Linked DNA regions of Sus scrofa: regions 1, 3 and 4 are each linked to region 2. The links are chromatin contacts, called in public Hi-C, HiChIP or PLAC-seq and promoter capture Hi-C maps. All regions are on one chromosome and are shown on one strand. The core of a region is the stretch at or near the end of the contact, and the rest is flanking DNA. Distances in the headings are between cores, read along the strand shown. Region 1 holds the start of NDUFA6 (NADH:ubiquinone oxidoreductase subunit A6). Region 2 holds the start of LOC100524254 (NADH-cytochrome b5 reductase 3-like). Region 3 holds the start of CYP2D25 (vitamin D3 25-Hydroxylase). Region 4 holds the start of TSPO (translocator protein).

The links. Promoter capture Hi-C pulls out the DNA fragments that hold promoters and counts their contacts. A called contact is a pair of places that touch in the nucleus more often than the background predicts. HiChIP or PLAC-seq counts read pairs in DNA pulled down with a chosen protein or histone mark.
Region 1: a contact with region 2 is called in a Hi-C map of embryonic fibroblasts, with 2.5 times the contacts expected there. The contact joins the promoter of NDUFA6 here to the promoter of LOC100524254 in region 2. A contact is called at or near these places in 1 of 5 promoter capture datasets (fetal skeletal muscle), 2 of 47 Hi-C or Micro-C datasets (both in embryonic fibroblasts) and 2 of 2 datasets of contacts at active chromatin or transcription factors (alveolar macrophages and skeletal muscle).
Region 3: a contact with region 2 is called in an H3K27ac HiChIP or PLAC-seq map of alveolar macrophages. The contact joins the promoter of CYP2D25 here to the promoter of LOC100524254 in region 2. A contact is called at or near these places in 2 of 5 promoter capture datasets (fetal skeletal muscle and liver), 2 of 47 Hi-C or Micro-C datasets (embryonic fibroblasts and retroperitoneal adipose tissue) and 1 of 2 datasets of contacts at active chromatin or transcription factors (alveolar macrophages).
Region 4: a promoter capture Hi-C map of fetal skeletal muscle shows a contact between it and region 2, with 7 times the contacts expected there. The contact joins the promoter of TSPO here to the promoter of LOC100524254 in region 2. A contact is called at or near these places in 2 of 5 promoter capture datasets (fetal liver and fetal skeletal muscle) and 1 of 2 datasets of contacts at active chromatin or transcription factors (alveolar macrophages).

Annotation. Positions count from the first base shown.
Region 1 is chr5:6,559,949-6,564,594 of Sscrofa11.1, forward strand. NDUFA6 (NADH:ubiquinone oxidoreductase subunit A6) reads left to right here and starts at 2,126. Exons shown (of 3, transcript NM_001185178.1): 1 at 2,126-2,281. The coding sequence starts at 2,143.
Region 2 is chr5:6,142,825-6,147,852 of Sscrofa11.1, forward strand. It overlaps LOC100524254 (NADH-cytochrome b5 reductase 3-like), which reads left to right and starts at 3,406. Exons shown (of 10, transcript XM_003125982.4): 1 at 3,406-3,537. The coding sequence starts at 3,517.
Region 3 is chr5:6,537,631-6,542,188 of Sscrofa11.1, forward strand. It overlaps CYP2D25 (vitamin D3 25-Hydroxylase), which reads left to right and starts at 1,391. Exons shown (of 9, transcript NM_214394.1): 1 at 1,391-1,644; 2 at 2,627-2,798; 3 at 3,417-3,569; 4 at 3,664-3,824; 5 at 4,244-4,420. The coding sequence starts at 1,456.
Region 4 is chr5:5,733,080-5,738,112 of Sscrofa11.1, forward strand. It overlaps TSPO (translocator protein), which reads right to left and starts at 2,018. Exons shown (of 4, transcript NM_213753.1): 1 at 1,980-2,018.

The sequences.
Region 1 (4,646 bases), core at 876-3,375, 420 kb after region 2:
TAGCTGCTCTACCTCAGTTTTCTCATCTGTAAAGTGGGTATAACAATGCTTATCTCACAGGTGTGTTGTGAGGCCTAAACAAGTTAATGTGCCTGGAGAATGTAAAACAGTGGTTACAAGGAGCATGGGACAATTTATATAAACTTAACTGTACTAAAACTTCCTGAGGCAGCTACTGAAGTTCAAGTTTCCATTATATTATGTTTTGTAACTTACATATACTACATGCTACACGCCTTCTTTTAACCCATAATTGAGTTAAGCATACAAACACATTTAAAAAAATAATACGGAGGAAAACAATCCAATTTTTTTACCCTTTAAAATGGGAAAGACTGGAGAATTCCCATTGTGGCTCATCGGTAACGAACCTGACTAATATCCACGAGGACGAGGGTTTGATCCCTGGCCCCACTCAGTGGTTTAAGGATAGGGCGATGCCGTGAGCTGTGGTTAGGTGGCAGACGTGGCTCAGATCTGGCGTTGCTGTGGCTGTGACTGGACACCTAACCCGAGAATTTCCATATGCTGAGAGTGCAGCCCTAAAAAGTAAGTAAGTAAGTAAATAAATAAATATAAATAAATACAAATAAAATGGGAAAAACTGGAGTTCCTGCTGTGGTGCAATGCGATCGGTGGCGTCTTGGAAGCACTGGGACACAGGTTCCATCCCTAGCCTGGCACAGTGGGTTAAGGATCTGGTGTTGCTGCAGCTGCAGCTCAGGTCACAACTGGAGCTCAGATCTGGCCCCTGGCCCGGGAACTCCATAGGCCATGAGTCTGCTAAAAAAGGAAAGAAAGGAGTTCCCGTCGTGGCTCAGTGGTTAACGAATCCAACTAGGAACCATGAGGTTGTGGGTTCGATCCCTGGCCTTGCTTAGTGGGATAAGGATCTGGCGTTGCGTGAGCTGTGGTGTAGGTCCCAGACGCAGCTCGGATCCAGCGTTGCTGTGGCTCTGGCGTAGGCCGGCGTCTACAGCTCCGATTCGACCCCTAGCCTGGGAACCTCCATATGCCGTGGGAGCAGCCCTAGAAAAGGCAAAAAGACATTAAAAATGGGGGGGGGGAGAGACTGGGCTAGATGCAGGTCCATCCCCCATGCTGGCTGGGGTCCCAGTTGAGCCCTGACCCCAACTCCTTCCCAACACTTACAAGGTGTCTGTCCAGCTGCACTTTCAGAAAAGACCCATGGACTCCAGGCAAGTGTTAAGGCAGGGGCGCAGTCGGAGATGGCCAGTGACCGAGACGTCTGGCACCACCTCAGTTTCTCACCTGAAGATGGGAGGCCAGCAGACCCTCCCTGATCTGGGAGGCTGACAAAGACCAAGCAGAACACCTGTGCACGGCCTGACAGGCTGTCAGCTGTTACTTTTCCCTTTACCCTTCCAGGTTCCCCTTGATGTTCAGAGGTAACCTCAGGAGAAGAATGCCAGGCAAAAGGGCTATCCCCAGTGGACGACCTAAGGTTCGGTCCAGCTCCAAAATTCTGGGCTATTTGTCACAGAGATGCAGAGTTTGGGATGAAAACGTCCCCGTCTAAATGCGGCTGATGATACGACCTACCTCCTGGGCGTGGAGAAGCGCTGAGAACCTAAAGGGCCAGGAGAGCGCTTTCACCTCTACCTCTACACCACGCTTCGAGAGAGCAGGTGTACAGGAAATTTTTTTTTTTTTTCCAGAAAAGCCGCAGAGCTGCTGGGCCAACGCCACGGCAGAACAGAAGCTATTATCCGCCTCAGCGGCCCCTGGGGCCGACGGCCGGAGCCCGGGGAGCTGATAGACGAAGCTCCACAACCCGCCCAGCACGAGCGCTCGGCCTGACTCTTGACAGCAGCGAGACACCAGCTCGCGGCCCAAAGATCAGCCTGGGCCCGAGCGCCCCCCGGCGGCACAACAGGGCGACGGCTAGGACCCCCAATGGCCGATAGCGCGATTCCGCAGGTGAGCATGCGCCTGCCGGTCTCCAACCAAGAGAGCAAGGCTTCTCAGCCAATAAGAGAGCCCCACAGCCATTCTCCCGCCCACCAGCGAAGATTGTGGGCGGGGATACAGGTTTTAGCCAATGAGAAAAAAAAAGGCGTCCCCAGGCCGCCCTGAAGAGTAGAAAAGGGGGTGGTGTTGAGCTGTGGTTTATTTAGCAAGATGGCGGCGAGCGGACTTCCCCGGGCGGCTGCGGCGGCCGGCACCTCGGTGAAGCCCATTTTCAGTCGGGACATGAACGAGGCCAAGCGGAGGGTGCGCGAGCTCTATCGCGCCTGGTATCGGGAGGTGCCGAACACTGGTGAGAGGCAGCGCCGCACGCGGGCACCCGGAGGCAGCCGCCCAAGGTCGCAGCCGCCCCGGCCTCCCGTTTCTGCCGGGCCGGGCGGAGGTGGCCAACTTGGGCAGGGGTGACTCCGAGTGCTTCAGGGCAGCAGGGTCCCACGTGCCTAGTCGTGCTCTGCGTCGGAACCGCGCGTCTAGCGCTCTCGCTCTTTGCCCCCCTGTATTTCTTCCCGAGCCCCTGCGAGGGAGAGCAGCGGCTGTCACTGACATACTCATTTTATAGGTGAGGCAACCGAGGCACCTAGAGGCCAGGCCAGGTCAACCCCCAGGTGAACTCTGGAAAACCTGAATGTATTTACGGACGCCCGTTAGGTTATATAAACCAAAGGGCTGTAGAATTTGAGCCATCGTGGTCTTCCCACATTTCCTACGGAGAAGGGAAGGGACTTTCCCAAGGTCATCCAGTAAGACGTGGTGCCTTTTGCCGTCCCTCCAGGTGAGAGGGCCACCCTCCGCAGTCTCCCAAGTCTTTTTACCTGGCTCTGCAGGCTAGTTTTCCTTAAGAACGCCTTCCCCTGCCCTCTGCTGCCTCAGAACCCCAGGAATCACGTGTCTGAGAACCAGTCTGTCCACCTGCAGGATTAAGGTATAAGCTCCCTGGGTTCAAAGACTGTCTTTTTCGGGGGGCCGGGGGGGCATCCCCCTTAGCGCTGCCCAGTGTAACTAGTGAAGGAAAAGTTGGGGAAAACCTCATCTAAACTGTCAGGGGCAATACACATGTCAGGGACATTTTTGTCCCCGGCTTTCTCACTGGTGGAGGGGGTGTGTTCAGGGGGCTGGGATAGGAGGAGGCCGCCTAGGACAAAGCTATGGAATTTTTCTCTTTAGAGACACGGGTTCTTAACCGGGCAGGGTGGGCACTCAGGGGTCCGTAAACTAACATCGTAAGCACATCTTTGCATCTGTGCCTGTGAACATTTTCCTGAGGAGAAGATGCATGCACCCAGTGAGCTGGTGTGTGGTTTAGGACATCACGTGGAACGGGAGTGGGTGGACACCAGCTTCCCTAGTAGGCGTGGAGGTGCCTTGTTGTTTCTCCCAAGGTTGGGCAGGTATCTGATGTGACTATGCGGGAAAGGTAAGCACTGATAGCAGGGGGAGATTCTTCATGCTCCCTTCCTTAAACGAGCAGAATATCGTACATTATAAAACAATAAACAACCTGGATTCTTGGCCCCTGTTTGCCAGGAACCAGTGGTCTGACCTCAGGCAAGTCCCCACAGTGCTCTAGTGCTAGGATTCTCAAATCCAGGATCCATGTTAGTTTGCATGGATTTGTGTGTCTTTGTCCTCTTGTCCCTGTGTTTGCTTTTCCAGACTTCCTAACGTGATACTGACTGTGGTGTTTGGCACCTAACTCTGTGGCTGAAAACCTAGATTTTTAGTGTTTACCATTTTCAGTGATGTAAATACTCCCACCGCGGTGGATTTTTAAGCCCTCAAAGTGAAGTCAGTGCAGGCAGATTTGGGAAGAGACGTGTGTGCCTGGCTCCCCAGGCAGCCTGCTCCAGCACACCACTGGACACCGAGCTCTTTCTTGTGTGGGTGACCCTCTGCCCTCCCTGTTAACACCCGTGAAGCTGGGATGGCGGAGTTTCTCCTGTTACATTTCTGCTGTTGCTTTTATTCTTTGGTTGGATCAGCCGGGCTTGATCTTTTCCTCAGCAGAAGCTTTATTTTTCTATTGCTATCACTAAGTTATGAGTATAATCAAAGATTCAAACTTAATTGTCCCTAAACAGCCCTTGTGCTTTTCAGAGCTGGCCGTGATAGTTCTGTAGACCAGAGTGGCGACGTCACAGGAATGGCCACACCGCAAGGTCTCCTCACCAAGGGAGCCCCCAGGCCTCCTCAACCTCGGTGCCCATTCTAGCCTCGGTGCCCATTCTAGCCTGTTTATTCTGTTGCCTGGGCCTCGTGTGCCCCTCTCTTCTTATTTTACCTACCACTCAAGGCCCTGTTCGTGTCCTTGTCACCAGCAAATCCACCGAAGGCCAGCCGCCAGAGGATAAGAATACAAATGACCGAAACCTAATTTTCAGAGAACATCTATGGGCTTTATCTGAGCTCCCAAGTCACTGAGTCTGTGCCACTATTTTAGTACTTAATCAGGGGTTGCTGAATATTGCGGGGGTTTTTTTGTTTTGTTTTGTTTTGGTTTTGCTTTTTAGGGCCGTACATGTGCATATGGAAGTTCTCAAGCTAGGGGTCGAATTAGAGCTACAGCTGCTGGCCTACACCACAGCTACAGCAACTTGGGATCCGAACTGCGTCTGCAACCTCTACCACAGCTCACAGCAACACCGGATCCCTTGACCCAC
Region 2 (5,028 bases), core at 2,156-4,655:
CCAAGCCTAGCAGGTGGGTCACTTTCTAGGGAAGCTTCCAGATGTAACCAGGAGTGAAATCTCCTTTTCAATGTGAGTTAGAGGAATGAGGTATAAACAGCAGGATTTATATGAGAGCAAACAGCTTTTTTTTTTTTTTTTTTTTTGTCTTTTGTCTTTTTAGGACTGCGCCCAAGGCATATGGAAGTTTCCAGGCTAGGGTCGAATCGGAGCTACAGCTGCTGGCCTACACCACAGCCACAGCAACGTGGGATCCGAGCCTTGTCTTCAAACTACACCATGGCTCAAGGCAATGCAGGATCCTTAATCCACTGAGCGAGGCCAGGGATCGAAACTGCAACCTCATGGTTACTAGTCAGGTTCATGAACCACTGAGCCACAACGGGAGCTCTGCAAATGGCTTTAATAATTTATGATGTTGTTATGCCATTAATTTTATGTACCTAAACAATTATGAAAAAGTTCACACGAATAAATTTAAAAAAAGAAATGGACAGTAAATGCGACTTTAAGAGAGGCAACAGGAGTTCCCATTGTGGCTCAGAGGATTAAGAACCTGACTGGTAACCATGAGGACACAGGTTCCATTCCTGGCCTCGCTGAGTGGGTTAAAGGATCTGGGGTTGCCTCGAGCTGCAGTGTAGGGCACAGACATGGCTCGGATCTGGCGTTGCTGTAGCAGATCCAGCAAGCAGCAAGCCGGCAGCTGCAGCTCCAATTCAATCCCTAGTCAGCGAGCTTTCATATGCTGCAGGTGTGGCCCAAAAAAAGAAAAAACAAAAGAGGGGCAACAGGAGTTCCCGCCGTGGCACAGTGGTTAATGAATCCGACTAGGAACCAGGAGGTTGTGGGGTCGATCCCTGGCCTTGCTCAGTGGGTTAAGGATCTGGCATTGCCGTGAGCTGTGGTGTAGGTCGCAGATGCGGCTCAGATCCCGCGTTGCTGTGGCTCTGGTGTAGGCCAGTGGCTACAGCTCTGATTCGACCCCTAGCCTGGGAACCTCCATATGCCGTGGGAGCTGCCCAAGAAATGGCAAAAAGACAAAAAAAAAAAAAAAAAAAAAAGAGGGGCAACAATAGCATGATAACTTTGGGAGGAAAGCTATTTCCGTTTTGAGTCTACAAGTGGGTATGCTGATGTATACGACAGTGTAAGACAGAAAAATAGATTCCATCCTAACTGTGATTTTGTAGGATTGTTTGTTGGACTAATATTTATAGCCTTAAGCTAAACAGTATTTCTGTTTGTTTATTTACTGCCATTTAGGGGATGAGTCTTTTGAGGAAAAGACCTGCGTGGGAATCTTTCAAGGCTTGTGAGGATGACTCACAGGAGAAAGCCAATTTAGTCAACTCCAAGTTTCACACGGAAAAACAATCTGGCATCGCACATCCACATTCATGAGAGCCATCATCAATGCAGGTGTAACAACACGAAGAGAATCAAAAGTGAAGAGGGAGGAGTTCCCGTCGTGGCTCAGTGGTTAACGAATCCGATTAGGAACCATGAGGTTGCGGGTTCGATCCCTGGCCTCACTCAGTGGGTTAAGGATCCGGCATTGCCGTGAGCTGTGGTGTAGGTCGCAGATGCGGCTCGGATCCCGTGTTGCTGTGGCTGTGGCGTAGGCCAGCGGCTGCAGCTCTGATTAGACCCCTAGCCTGGGAACCTCCATATGCTGCGGGTGCAGCCCCAGAAAAGACCAAAAAAAAAAAAAAGTGAAGAGGGAAAATGCAGAGGTTTGGGGTGATGTGCTGCTCCCCTGGCCTCCGTGGAAGGTGTCTCTGGAAAAGTCACCTGTGCCATGGGTGCCCTAGCAAGCACCCAGCTATTGAAACTTACTGGCTGCATATGCCGCCAAACTTTCCAATTTGATTACTTCCTTTGTCATATTAAAATTGTGATTATTAAAACTGAAATAAGGCCTAACTGATCTGCTGTGACATTGACCCTCCCGTGCTGTGCTAACAGATCCCTCTCCCTCCTTCCCTCCGTGTGCTCTGCCTAGTTTTCCCTTTTAAAACCAGCTGGTCAGGAGTTCCTGCTGTGGCGCCACAGACCGGAGGCATCTCTGCAACACCAGGATGTGGGTTGGATCCCTAGCGCAGCACAGTGGGTTAAAGGGAAAGGATCTGGCATTGCTGCAGAGCAGCGGGATCTGAGCCCTGGCCCTGGGAACTCCATATGCTGTGGGGCAGCCAAAAAATAAACCCCCAGTTGGTCAGAATTCCCTTGGAGTGCAATGGGTTAAGGATCTGGTGTTGTCACTGCTGTGGTTCAGATCACTTCTGTGGCACGGGTTCAATTCCTGGCCCTGAACTTCCACATGCTAAAAACAAAAACAAAAAACCCCATCTGGTTCCTGCCCCCCCCCAATCCTCCAGGGCTCCTCACACTCCGCCCCCCCATTCCCAGTTCCCTCCACCTGGGTCCCCATACCTTGACCTCACATCACACCACTGTCCCTCCAACTCCCTCTGGCCTTGCTGACCCTGCATCTGTCCACTTCATTCCTACTTCCAGGCTCTGCTCAGTTCGTTGTGCCTGGAAGTCCCAGTTGTTCTCTACCTGGTCAGCAGCACACTGCAGGAACACACTGCCTGCTGCAGGCTGCTGGTCAAAGTACCAGGAGCTCACATTTGGGTCCAAGACCATTCCAGAAAAGCAGAGAGCCCCCTGGGGCCAGCATGGACCTACCCAGAGCAGGTGCTCACTGTGGAATTCACTCATTCAACAAGTATTTATTGAGCACCCACTGTACGCTAGGCTCTAGGCAGGCAGGGGACTTCGACGCAGAGTCCTGCCCTCAGGGAGCCCGCAGTCCACTGGGATGGGCAGACCCTCCCTGAGGAAATAAACAGGATGACCTCAGCTACTGCGAGGTCCTAGGGGCTGCCTGGAGAAGGGGTCAGGCCTTGCTGAGGAGGAATCCTTTGTCCTAAAGCCCCAGCAATAAGCCAGTGCTGAGCCTGAGGCGGCTGGGACAGCGTTCCAGGGGAAAGGCCTGGAGGTGGGACCGAGCTGAGCGCTTTGGGGAACAAGAAGGCCTGTGGGTCTTCTCAACGTGCTCAGAGACCTGAGATCAGAGACCTGAGATCCGAGCGCGACGGAGTTTCCGGATTGTATTTTGGATCCCATCAATGGGGGGGGCGCCATCAATGGGGGGGCGCCATCTATCCCCTTTGGGATGGCAAACGTGGCCCACCCCAGGCCACACTGCGGTCCGGAGCCCCGCCGGGGGCTCCGGGGGCGACTGCAGCGGCCCCTCCTCCACTCAACGCGCGCCCGGGTCCAAATACCGCGGGATTCCCCCACGTCTCTCCACTTTCCCCGCGGACGGAAGCGGGCGGGGCGGGGCCTCGAGCTCGGCCTCCCGCCCCCCGAACCCCGATTGGGCCGCTCTCGGGCCCGCCCCTCCTCCGAGGATGACGCGACCAGGGGGCGGGTCCGGGGCGCGGCAGGCAGGCGGTCTCGGCGGCGGCGGCGGCGGCGGCAGAGCGAGCGCAGAGCGGCACCACCATGGGGGCCCAGCTGAGCACGGTAGGCGGGGAGGAGGCGCCGGCCGTGGCGGGGCGAGGGCCCGGGGCGTCGCTGCGGACCGGCGGGCGCCGAGGCCTCCTCCGCCGGCAGCGCCGACTGCCACCCGGCGCCAGGGGCAGGGGGCGGCTCGGGCGCAGAATCCCACCCCGCCCCAGCCCGCCGCGCCCGGCGGACACCAAGGGGCGGTGACTCACGCCTGGGCCTGTGTCCCCCCAACCCCCGGGCCCGGCCTGCCGGCAGAGGGGCGTCACCCGGAGGCGGGCGGCCGAACATTCGGGGCGCCCCGCCCTCCGTCTCGCCCTCTGCCCGGCCCGGCCCGGCCCGAGCGTTAAGCGGAGGGGTGCGGATGTGCGCGCGCGAGTGGTGAGCTAGAGCCGAATGAACGCGATTGGCGACCCTGCGTGTGAGCTAGTTTGAGTGTGACTGAACACGTGTGAAGTGTGACTGAACTAGTGCGTATGTGTGTGAGAGCGTGTGACCAGGTGTGTGGGTGTGTCGTGTGCGTGTGCAGGAGTGGGTGTGGGGGTGAGAGACTGAGAGTGAACGTGTGTGAGTGAATAAGTGAGCAGGTGTGCAGGAGTGTGAACGTGTGACTCTCTGTGAGTGTGTGCATGTGGAGTGTGTGTGTGTTGTGTGTGTGAGTGTGAGACATTGCCGGCGTGCACAGTTTTGATTGGCATCCACCACCACCGAGCCCTCTTGGTGCGCTGCAGCTAGGCTCTGGCTCTCAACACAGCAAACCTGGGGTCTGTGCTGCTGGCCCAGTTCTACAGATGAAGAAATGCCACTCAGAGGTGGCCACCTGCCCGGCTGGCAGGGCCCGAACTTGCAAGGCTGCAAAGTCCACTGTCATGCTGTCACTTTGGTTTGGCCCAGGGCTACCCATCTCTCCCCCAGGGACACCTCCTTGCAGATGTCTCAGAAGCCACAGTGGTGACCAAGGGCTTGTGTTCCACATTGAGGCTATGGCCAGAGGGCAGCCCAACACCCCACCCCCAACTCTGGTCCCCTGGTGCTGGCTGGGCCCGTGGGGAGGGCTGCCCCTGGGAAGGTTAGGCCCAGAGCCTCTGACCTGGTTGCCTCCTCCGCCTCCACCCAGGGCCCTGGGACTTGGCTGGGGCCTGCTTCCTCCCTCTGACTGTGAGGTCCCCCTCTGGGACTAGACAGAAGGCCTCATGGCCTGGGTGTTTGCTCCTGAGCATGTGGCCCTGCCCAGGCCTCGGGGAGGATGTTTAGACCAAGGAGCGGCCTTGCCCAGGGCATTCCGGCAGACGTCACCCCTGCTCCATATAGCGTCCTGACTGTGTTTCCCAGAGACCGCTTCCCCCTTCACTGCTCGGCCTCCTGACTCCATCCAGACCCCCACCCCTGCTGTTTTCCCACACTGCTTCTCACCTTCCAGTTGGGTTGGTTGGATTTGTCTCTGCGTCCTCGGGATGTGGCTGCTTGATGTTTTTGCCGAGTAGCCAAGCACTCCTTGCAGCCCCTCTG
Region 3 (4,558 bases), core at 141-2,640, 390 kb after region 2:
CCCTGTCCTGGGCAACAGGTTCCCAGTATGGGGAGGGCCCTGCCTAAACTACAGATGTGTCTGACACTGCCCTTCATGTGTCCATTAGCGTGACTGCTTGGAAGAGAGCATGACACCTCCAAAACCAAGGGTAGGCAAAGGCAATTGATCCAAGGGCACTGTGAGACGAACACTTGAACCATCCTGCCAGCCCCATTCATACCACCTGATTCTCTGGCTGTCCTGGGTGGAAAATTGCTGCCAGACGGGACAGGAACATTCACCTGAGGCCAGCTGAGAGACCCCAGGCTGGATCTGAGATGTCACCAGGGTGCCCGTGGGTCTTACCCTCTTTGTAGAATGGCCTTAAAACTGGTTTCCCTGCCTCCTTGAGGTCCCAGAACCCCAGTTCCCCACGATCCATGAGGCCTGTTCCTCTGAGGACAGTCACAGCCTATGCTAAGCCACCGTGGAGGCTGACTGGTAGCTCAGTCAACAAGGGCAAGTGCCCCCTCCACGTTTTTCCGAGTCAGGAAATGACACAGAAAGGCAATGGACGGCCGCAAGAGCTAGAAGGTCCGAGGACCAATTGTAACAAACAGGAAAGGGTCTCTGGGCCATCAGGGAACTAGGGAGCTCTGAAAACAGTCCTCCTGCCTCCCCGTCCCCAGACTCCGGTGGCCACGGCCACAACCAGGTGGAAGCCAAGAAAGGGCTGAGCCAGCAGCCAGCCAGGTGAGGGGCCTCAGCACCCCTGCGAGCAGCCTTGGGGTGGGGTGGGGTAGGGGGTCAGGTCTGGGCAGCCACTGAGAAGTAGAGGGTGTGTGTGCGTACATGTGGTACATATGTGTTAATGTGTGGGTTTGTGGGTGTGTAAATGTGTGCGTGTGAGTAAGCAGTGTGTGGGTGGTTTATGAGTGTGTGACTGTGTCTGTGTTCAGTGTTCTAATGAAATGAGGGGATGCCAAGACCTTTATCCCCCATGATGGTCCCTCTGGTCACGACGATCTCCCTCCAGCACTGGGCAGGTGCCACTGAAAAACCTGGGCCACTCAGGAGGCAGCAGGACAAGGGTATGTTCTGGGGCTGAGGCTGTGGCCACATCAGGGAGTGTGAGCCCTAAGTGACAAGAGTGGCAGAGTCAAGTGTAAAGACGTCTGATTCTTTGGAAGTTTTACAGAGGTGGGAATCCGGCCAGGGTGAAGGAGGACTTCTTGTGTCCTTGCGGCAAGCACATGGAGAGGGCAGGAGGGACAGTCACCATACCCACACCTGACTTTCCCGGGCCCCTCCCCCACCCCTTGCACCCTCTGGCAGCCCAGTCTCCCTGGCAGGTTGGCTCAGAGCAGAGGGCAAAGACCAGTCTCGGCTCCCTTTATAAAATGGGCCTAGGCTGGTCAAGCCTTCAGAGTGCTCTGCATGGCCTGGTCTTAGGTGCTTGGTGCGGTGAGGAGCCCAGTGTGCACTGAGGCAGCCATGGGTCTGCTGACTGGGGATTTACTGGGGATCCTGGCCTTGGCCATGGTCATCTTCCTGCTCCTGGTGGACTTGATGCACCGGCGCTCACGCTGGGCTCCACGCTACCCACCGGGCCCCATGCCACTGCCTGGGCTGGGTAACCTGCTACAAGTGAACTTCCAAGACCCACGTCTCAGCTTTATCCAGGTGAGCAAGGTGATGGTGGGAAGTGGGCAGTGAAGGTCTTAGGGACCCCACACAGCAGCAGACTGTGGTCACTGGACAAAGCCACAGTCTGGCCTAGGAGCTGGGCTGAGAAGAGGAGGCAGATTCGAGAGGCTTCCTGAGGGAGGGTGTTTGTGCAGTTCCTGAGGACAGTTCAGATTTTCCAAGCAAAGTTCAGAGAGGGCAAAGGTGGAGGTGGGGGTTGGGGTGGACATGACTCGGCTACAGGCTGGGAATTCGGTTGGCCAGCACCTAAATGGTGTGAGCCTGAGCCCCTCTGATTACATCAGAGGAGGAAGTGTCTTGAGAAGGGGGATGGGCATCTGGTCATGAGCTCTATTTATTTCTTTATTTTGTTTTTTTGTTTGTTTGTTTTTAGGGCCGCACTTGCAGCATATGGAGGTTCCCAGGCTAGGGGTCGAATCAGAGCTGCAGCTGCTGGCCTACACCACAGCCACAGCAACATAGGATCTGAGCCATGTCTTCAGCCTACACCACAGCTCATGGCAATGCTGGATCTTTAACCCACTGAGCGAGGCTAGGAATCGAACCCGCCACGTCATGGTTACTAGTCAGGTTCGTTTCCACTGTGCCACATCAGGAACTCCATGAGCTCTATTTAAATCAGGAAGTTCAGGCTGAGAGAGGTGCAGTGATCTGGTTCAAATCTTTTGTCACCTTGAGACCCTGGGCCCCGGTGCTCACCTTTATGAACCTTGGTTTCTTCCCCTGTAAAATGGGGTGCTAACTTGGCCTATTGACAATTTTGGTGACCTTTACACAGTCATAGCTGGGTGATTTGAGGCAACTTGAGGTCCTGGACCATAATGTATGTAACTCCCAGGGTCCTAAGGCTGGATGAAGTCCTTGCAGCAGGGGTCCCCCAAGGCTAACGCCGTGAGGCTAGGCCTGCAGCCTGGTGGGGCCTGAACTTGACAAAACGCCTTTGACCTTTGGCCTGCAGCTGCGGCGCCGCTTTGGGGATGTATTCAGCCTGCAGCAGATCTGGAGGCCCGTGGTCGTGCTCAATGGGCTGGCGGCTGTGCGGGAGGCGCTGGTGTCCCACAGCCATGAAACCTCCGACCGCCCACCTGTGTTCATCTTAGAGCACCTGGGTTACGGGCCGCGCTCCGAAGGCAAGCAGAGGAGGGGGTGGACCGCGCCTTGGCGGGACTGGGCCAGCAATGACCCGATACCCGCAGGGCCAGGCGGAGGCAGGGCCGTGGACGTTGGGTGCAAGAAGAGTCAGCGAATTTGAAGGGGCGGCAGGCAGGTGTAGGGAGTCTGTGGCCAAGAGTTGAGCGAGGAAGAATATGTGTGAGGCAGAGGAGGGTGAGGCCTGAGAGAGGGCGGCCCAGGGCCACTGCGGACCGAAGGGAAGGTCAAGTTCCAGAGGAACTAGGAGGATGAAGTCAAAGTGGGCGGAGCCGGGGCGAGCCAGGACCTTTCCAGAACGGTCACGATGAGCAAAGCAAAAAGTGGGGCCAAGACCGGGCCCTAGCCGGGGAGAGTGGGAGGGCAAGGAAGGCGGGCAGAGGAGGACCTGGAAAGGGGTGTCAAAGTGGGCGGGGCTTGGGAGGTGAGGTTAGTGTGGGAGGAGCTGGGGGCGAGACCGACCCCTGAAGGGGCGGGACTGTGTGAGCGGAGCGCGGGGCGGGGCGTGGAGAACCCGCGGGCCCGCGAGAGCAGGTTGCGGGCAGAGGGCGGGGCCAGGGCGCACCCGGGCCACGCCCACGCGCCTGCTCCGCCCCCAGGAGTGATCCTGGCGCGCTACGGGAAAGCGTGGCGCGAGCAGCGGCGCTTCTCGGTGTCCACCTTGCGCAACTTTGGCCTGGGCAAGAAGTCGTTGGAGGAGTGGGTGACCCAAGAGGCCTCGTGCCTTTGTGCCGCCTTCGCCGACCAGGCTGGTGAGTGCTGGGGCCGAGGGACAGGAGACAGGTTTGGAGAAGCTGGGGAAGAGGAGATGAAGGCGACCCCCTGACTTGTACGATCCCCTCTCAGGACGCCCCTTTAGCCCTAACAACCTTCTGAATAAAGCGGTGAGCAACGTGATCGCCTCCCTCACCTTCGCGCGCCGCTTCGAGTACAACGACCCTCGCATGCTCAAGCTTCTGGACCTAGTGTTGGAAGGACTGAAGGAGGAAGTGGGCCTCATGCGCCAGGTGCGGGAAGGGCGGCGTGGAGGAGCCCTTCAGGGCGAGCTCCGTGGCAGCAGCCTCCGCCCTGCAGTGGGCCTCCTGGGAGGAGGCTCCGTCTAGGGGGCCAGAGGGAAAGGCCATTCCAAGAGGGGCAACGGCAAGAGAAAAGGCCTGGAAGCCGGGAATGACAGACAACACGGATGGGAGGGGCGGAGCCAGGGTCAGATGGCTTAGGAGTGGGAGGGCTTCTTCACCGGAAAACGCCAGCTCCCTTGAGATGCAGATTTTAGGTTTATTCTTCTGGGCCCAGGGCCGGGAGAGAGGATGAACTTAGGAACAAGGTCAGTGGTGGGGAAACCCTGGAGAAGGCTAGGACCTGACTGGCAGAAGTGAACACCTGGGCACCAGGAGGTCCCAGGGCCCCATAAGTGTGACCCTCGCAGGTGCTGGAAGCAATGCCGGTTCTCAGGCATATCCCGGGGCTGTGTGCCAAGCTCTTCCCAAGGCAGAAGGCCTTCTTGGTCATGATAGATGAGCTGATCACAGAGCACAAGATGACCCGGGACCTGGCCCAGCCCCCCCGAGACTTGACGGATGCCTTCCTGGACGAAATGAAAGAGGTGAGGAGCCAGGGAACGAACAGAACAAGGATGTGGGTTAAGGGCCCCAGGAGGTGAGCCAGGGCAAGGGTGGCAGGGGGGCGGGCATGTGCCGCCCAGTGATCAAGCACCTGGGCGACAGGAGCAGAGTGGGAGGCC
Region 4 (5,033 bases), core at 768-3,267, 410 kb before region 2:
GGCCCACATTCTGGCCGCTGAGCCTTTTGGCCGTGGGCCTGCTGTGTGCCGGGCACCCTGGGCGGTGCTCCTTGTACGCCGCCTCCTCTAGCATCCTCTCCCTGCGATGACCCTTTGGGAGCAGCCTCAGTCACACATCCGTAGGGGAGGCTCAAGTCCTGCCCCTCCAGCCGTCCATTCCAGCACACGTAGCTGGTACCAGGTACAGTCATGTGTGGGCAGGCCAGTCCCAACCCAGGCCAGGCCACAGGCATCTGCCCAGCTGACCCTGACACTCAACAGTGTGTTCACAGCAGACAGTTAGGAGACAGAGTAGAGGCTCCCCCAAGAAAGAGACCCAGGCATGGCTTTCTGGACACAAGAGAAGACATTTTTGGGCCTAAGCCATTTTGTAATCAAAGGCTGGCCACACTGCTCACTCTTGAACAGGTCTCAGTAATAACGATTTTTTTTATCACATCTGTATCAGTAATAATGATCTTACGGGAATGAAAGCAAGATTGTTACCAGGCAAAAGAGGCAAACAAGAGCGAAGATCATAAATCAGTTAGGAAGACTCCCAGTTCTGTCTCAATGGCAAAGGTTAGCTTGAAGCACGCACGTGTTTGAGCTGTTTTGCAGAATTTAAACTCCCTGCAGTGCTCAGCCACCAAATCAACTGGAAACTAAGGGACAAGGTTTTTTTTTTTTTTTTTTTTTTTTTTTTTTGTCTTTTTGTCTTTTTGCCTTTTCTAGGGCCGCTCCCACGGCATATGGAGGTTCCCAGGCTAGGGGTCGAATTGGAGCTGGAGCCACCAGCCTATGCCAGAGCCAGAGCAACGCGGGATCCCAGCCGTGTCTGCGACCCACACCACAGTTCACGGCAACGCCGGATCCTTAACCCACTGAGCAAGGGCAGGGACTGAACCCGCAACCTCATGGTTCCTAGTCGGATTCGTTAACCACTGCGCCACGACGGGAACGCCTAAGGGACAAGATGTTGATCTTTGCTGACCCTCCAGTCAACTGAAGCTTGGACTCTGTAGGCCTTTGCCCCAATTCTATGCAGAATTCTCCTCTGCTCAAGCCCCCGTGAAAATACATACGCCAGCCAAACCCCCTCATGAATATGTATGCACTCTTAGCTTAAAATTTCCCAGGTTTTGTTGTCTGGGGAGACACTGCTTTGGGAGAGACTCCCCCGCCCCTTGTTCTCCTTATTTCTTGCAGGTAGCAAATCCTTCCTTTTTTCCTGCACTTTGGCTTGGTTGTGTCTTTAGGCAAAGACACCCAAGGCGAACCCAGTTTTCGGGTAACACCACGACCCCTCCCACCCGTGCTCCCAGTTCCTATGCAGGAGAGGCAGGGGACAGGCAAGTCCCAGGGGCTGCTCCGCCCACACTGGGCTCTGTGCAGGCTGTGATGCGCCTGAGCACTGGACAGGGGTCTGGTGACGCGGTCCTAAGTCTCCGCGGGGCATTAACTCGCTTTGGACAAATAACCTCCCCTATCCGGCCTGGGTTTCCACCTCTAGAAATGGGGTGTCTCAAGTGCATCAAGAGTGGATCAATGTCAGTCTCCCTAGCATTTTGTGATCCTCGGGGTACCCGGTTGAGGTGGCCCGCCCTGGGCCGCTCAGCTACGGAATAAGCGGGAAGGGGGGGGGTCCGGCCCCTCCCGCCGCTCTGTTTCCCGCGCGGGGTGTGGCGGGGCGGGGTTCCCCAAGTTTCCCCCTTCCGCGCCCCCAATCCCGCTGGAATCCGGCTGCGTAGGAGCAACGACCGCGGAGACCAGGGTTGGGGTCACTTTTTGTCGCCCCCGGGGGCCGACCCGATGGCTCGGTCCCTAGCGCTGCCCCGCGGCCACCCCCTCCATCCCCGCCACCTCCCGCCGCAGTTTCCCTTGGTGCCCCGCGCCGGCGGGCAGGCGCTGTCGGGGGGAGGGGGTCTCTCCCGCGTAGCCCCCTGTCTGCCACGCCCTCGGCGCGGGTCTCCACTCACCAGCGACAAGGACTCGCTCCGGGAAGGGTACTGCGCGGCGGAGGTGGCGGCCGCGGCCCGGGCCCGCCCCGCCCGCGAGGCCCCGCCCAGGACACCCCGCCCAGGACACCCCGCCCTGTCCTCGAGGCCCCGCCCGACCTGGCTGGAAGTTTGGGTGCTCCCAGGCCGGGTCTTCTCCCTCTCAGCATGACCGCCGCGATGGGCAGACCCAGCCAGTGCTGCAGGCAGGTCGCTTCTCTTGAGCCTCATTTTTCCCATCTGTAAAATGGGACCGCAGAGACTGATCTCAGAGAGGGGAATGACGTGGCCTGATGGCAAAGCCCTGAACGTCCTCCGGCACCGCAGCCCTGGCCCCCCACCTCCGGAGAAGCACACTTTGGCTTTACTTGTTGCCCCCGGGCAGGAGGTAGCCCTCCCCTTAGTCCTGGCTTAGCCGCTTTGTGGCCGGCTCTCTGCCCCCATCTCCTCATCTGTAAAGTGGGTGCAACATCGTGGGACTAAGGAGGATACCACAGACGCCTGGCACCCACGGATCCTCGCAGTCCAGAGCTGGCCTCCAGTTTGCCAGGGTCACCTTGATGGGACAGCATGTCCAGCCTTGAGCACCCCACCTCTTCATCTGCACGTGCTTTTTTTTTTTTTTTTTTTTTTTAGGGCCTCACCCATGGCATATGGATTCCCCCAGGCAAGGGGTCAAATTAGAACTACAGCAGCTGGCCTACACCACAGCCACAGCAATGCAGGATCCAAGCTGCCATCTGCAACCTACACCACAGCTCACGGCAACGCCAGATCCTTAACCCACCGAGCAAGGCCAGGGATCAAACCCCGCAACCTCATGCCTAGTCAAATCTGGGAACACCTGCACGTGTTGCTTTATTACTACAGCCCAGGGCCTGTTGCAGCCCCTGGTTAACGTGGCCAGGCAGGGCCCCCCGCCCCCCACCCCCCATAAGGGAACCACAAGTGCCCAAACTGGTTTCTGGGGGGCCAAGGGGAACTGTGCGTGCTTCTCCTAGGCCATGGTCTGACTGTCCTAGGCCCTGGCATTTTTGCTTTCATGGGCCTCTTCTGCCTTTGACTGCCTTGGTATAAAGATGAGTGTAATCCAAGACTATCTTTTTCTTCCGACTTTATAAGTGATCGAGGAGTTCCTGTTGTGGCTCAGAGGGTTAAACACTCGACTAGTATCCATGAGGAGGAGGGTTCAGTGGGTTAAGAATCTGGAGTAGGTCACAGATGCGGCTCAGATCTGCTGTGGCTGTGGCTGTGGCGTAGGCTGGCTGCTACAGGTCAGATTCAGCCCCTAGCCTGGGAACTTAAATATGCTGTGAATGCAGCCATTAAAAAAAAAGAAAGAAAGAAAAAAAAGAAATTGAAAGATTATCCAGGTTCCCTCAAAGTATGGTGGCCCCAGGCATTGCAGCTGCTGTTTCTAGTGAAATCGGTCTGGCCACGCCTCCCAGCAAGCTGCCAGCCCTCACCCTCTTCCTGTAAGGAGGTGCCCAGTGGCTTGGCAGAGTGGCAAACTTGCCTGCCCCGGAAGACCCGTGGGGAGAAGGCAGTGTGCCTCCCCTCTCCCCTCCCCCGCTGCAGGAGGGTTCCAGGATCACAGGGGCATCCTGGAGGTGGGGATGTCTGTCCCCAAATACTGGCTGCAGGCCAGCACTGAGGGGAGGGGCTGAGAACAAACTCACTAGGCCCGCAAGCCTTTCACAGATGAGAAGTTACAGTTCAGGGGAGACTTGCCACCCCGGGAGCGTCACAGTGCAGATCTGGGCAAGATGTGCATGCCCTTCCCAGTGGGCCTGGAAGCCTCCCTCCCCTTCCAGTGGCCCCCTCCTGTCCAGCCCTGCAGATCCTCCTGAGCCTGGGCAGTAGCCCAGCCGCTAGCTGGCCCCAGGCTCCCCTCTTGCCCCTTCCACACCTCTGCTCCAGATCTCCTGTGGTTCCTCTGCCATAGCGTCTAGTCCAAGCTTTCTTTTTTCTTTTCTTTTGTTCTTTTGCCTTTTCTAGGGCCGCTCTCATATGGAGGTTCCCAGGCTAGGGGTCTAATCAGAGCTGTAGCTGCCAGCCTACGCCAGAGCCACAGCAATGCGGGATCCGAGCCATGTCTGTGACCTACACCACAGCCCACAGCAATGCCAGATCCTTAACCCTCTGAACAAGACCAGGGATCGAACCCACAACCTCATGGCTCCCAGTCGGATTTGTTAACTACTGAGCCACGACAGGAACTCCTAGTCCAAGCTTTCTAACTGCACTCAGGGTCCTGCCTGCCTGAACTGATCCTGCTTCCTTGCCTTTGCACACACTCTTCCCCCTGCAGAGAGGATCCTTCACCACCACCCTGGGCAGCTCCACGTGTCCAAGTCTGACTGCTCTCCAGTATCACCCCAGGAAGCTCTTCTGGACCCCCAACTCTGTGCCACCCTCACTGTAAGCAGGCAGTGACCTCTGAAGCCCACAGCACTGAGCATCAGAGCCTCTCCTGGGCATTCGGCAGGTGCCAACTTCAAAGGACATGTATATTGAGCACTGCAGGGTGCCCAGCTCGGGGCTGAACCCTGGAGGGTACAGCAAGCAAACCAGCCCCTGGCCTCAGTCAACCCAGGAAGGAGGCATGGAAAACACCCTCCCAGTCCCCAGAGGATGCTCAGAGAGGTAAAGGGACATCTCTGATGTCACCTAGCCTGTCAGCAATGGGGGTCAGGGATTCACACCTAAGCAGTCCAAGGCCTGCCCTCTTAACCCTTGTGTCATTCGGCTTCTCAATTCCAAGTGTGATTCAAGTACAGTACATCCTTATATTTTATTTGTGTGGTTACTTTCTTGCATGAGTAATTCATATTTCTTGCAAAGGAATTGGAAAACACAGACAAATAAATAAACTCACCCACTCTCCCCCACCCAAGCACCGTCAACACGCTGTCGTCTTTCTGTGCCTTCTTGTCAGCATCTGTACGTGTTCCTTTACAAGAATGCCTTCATGCAATAAGTGGTTTTGTCATTTGTTTCCTTCCCCTTACAATAAATCAGAAACCTCTTCCTACC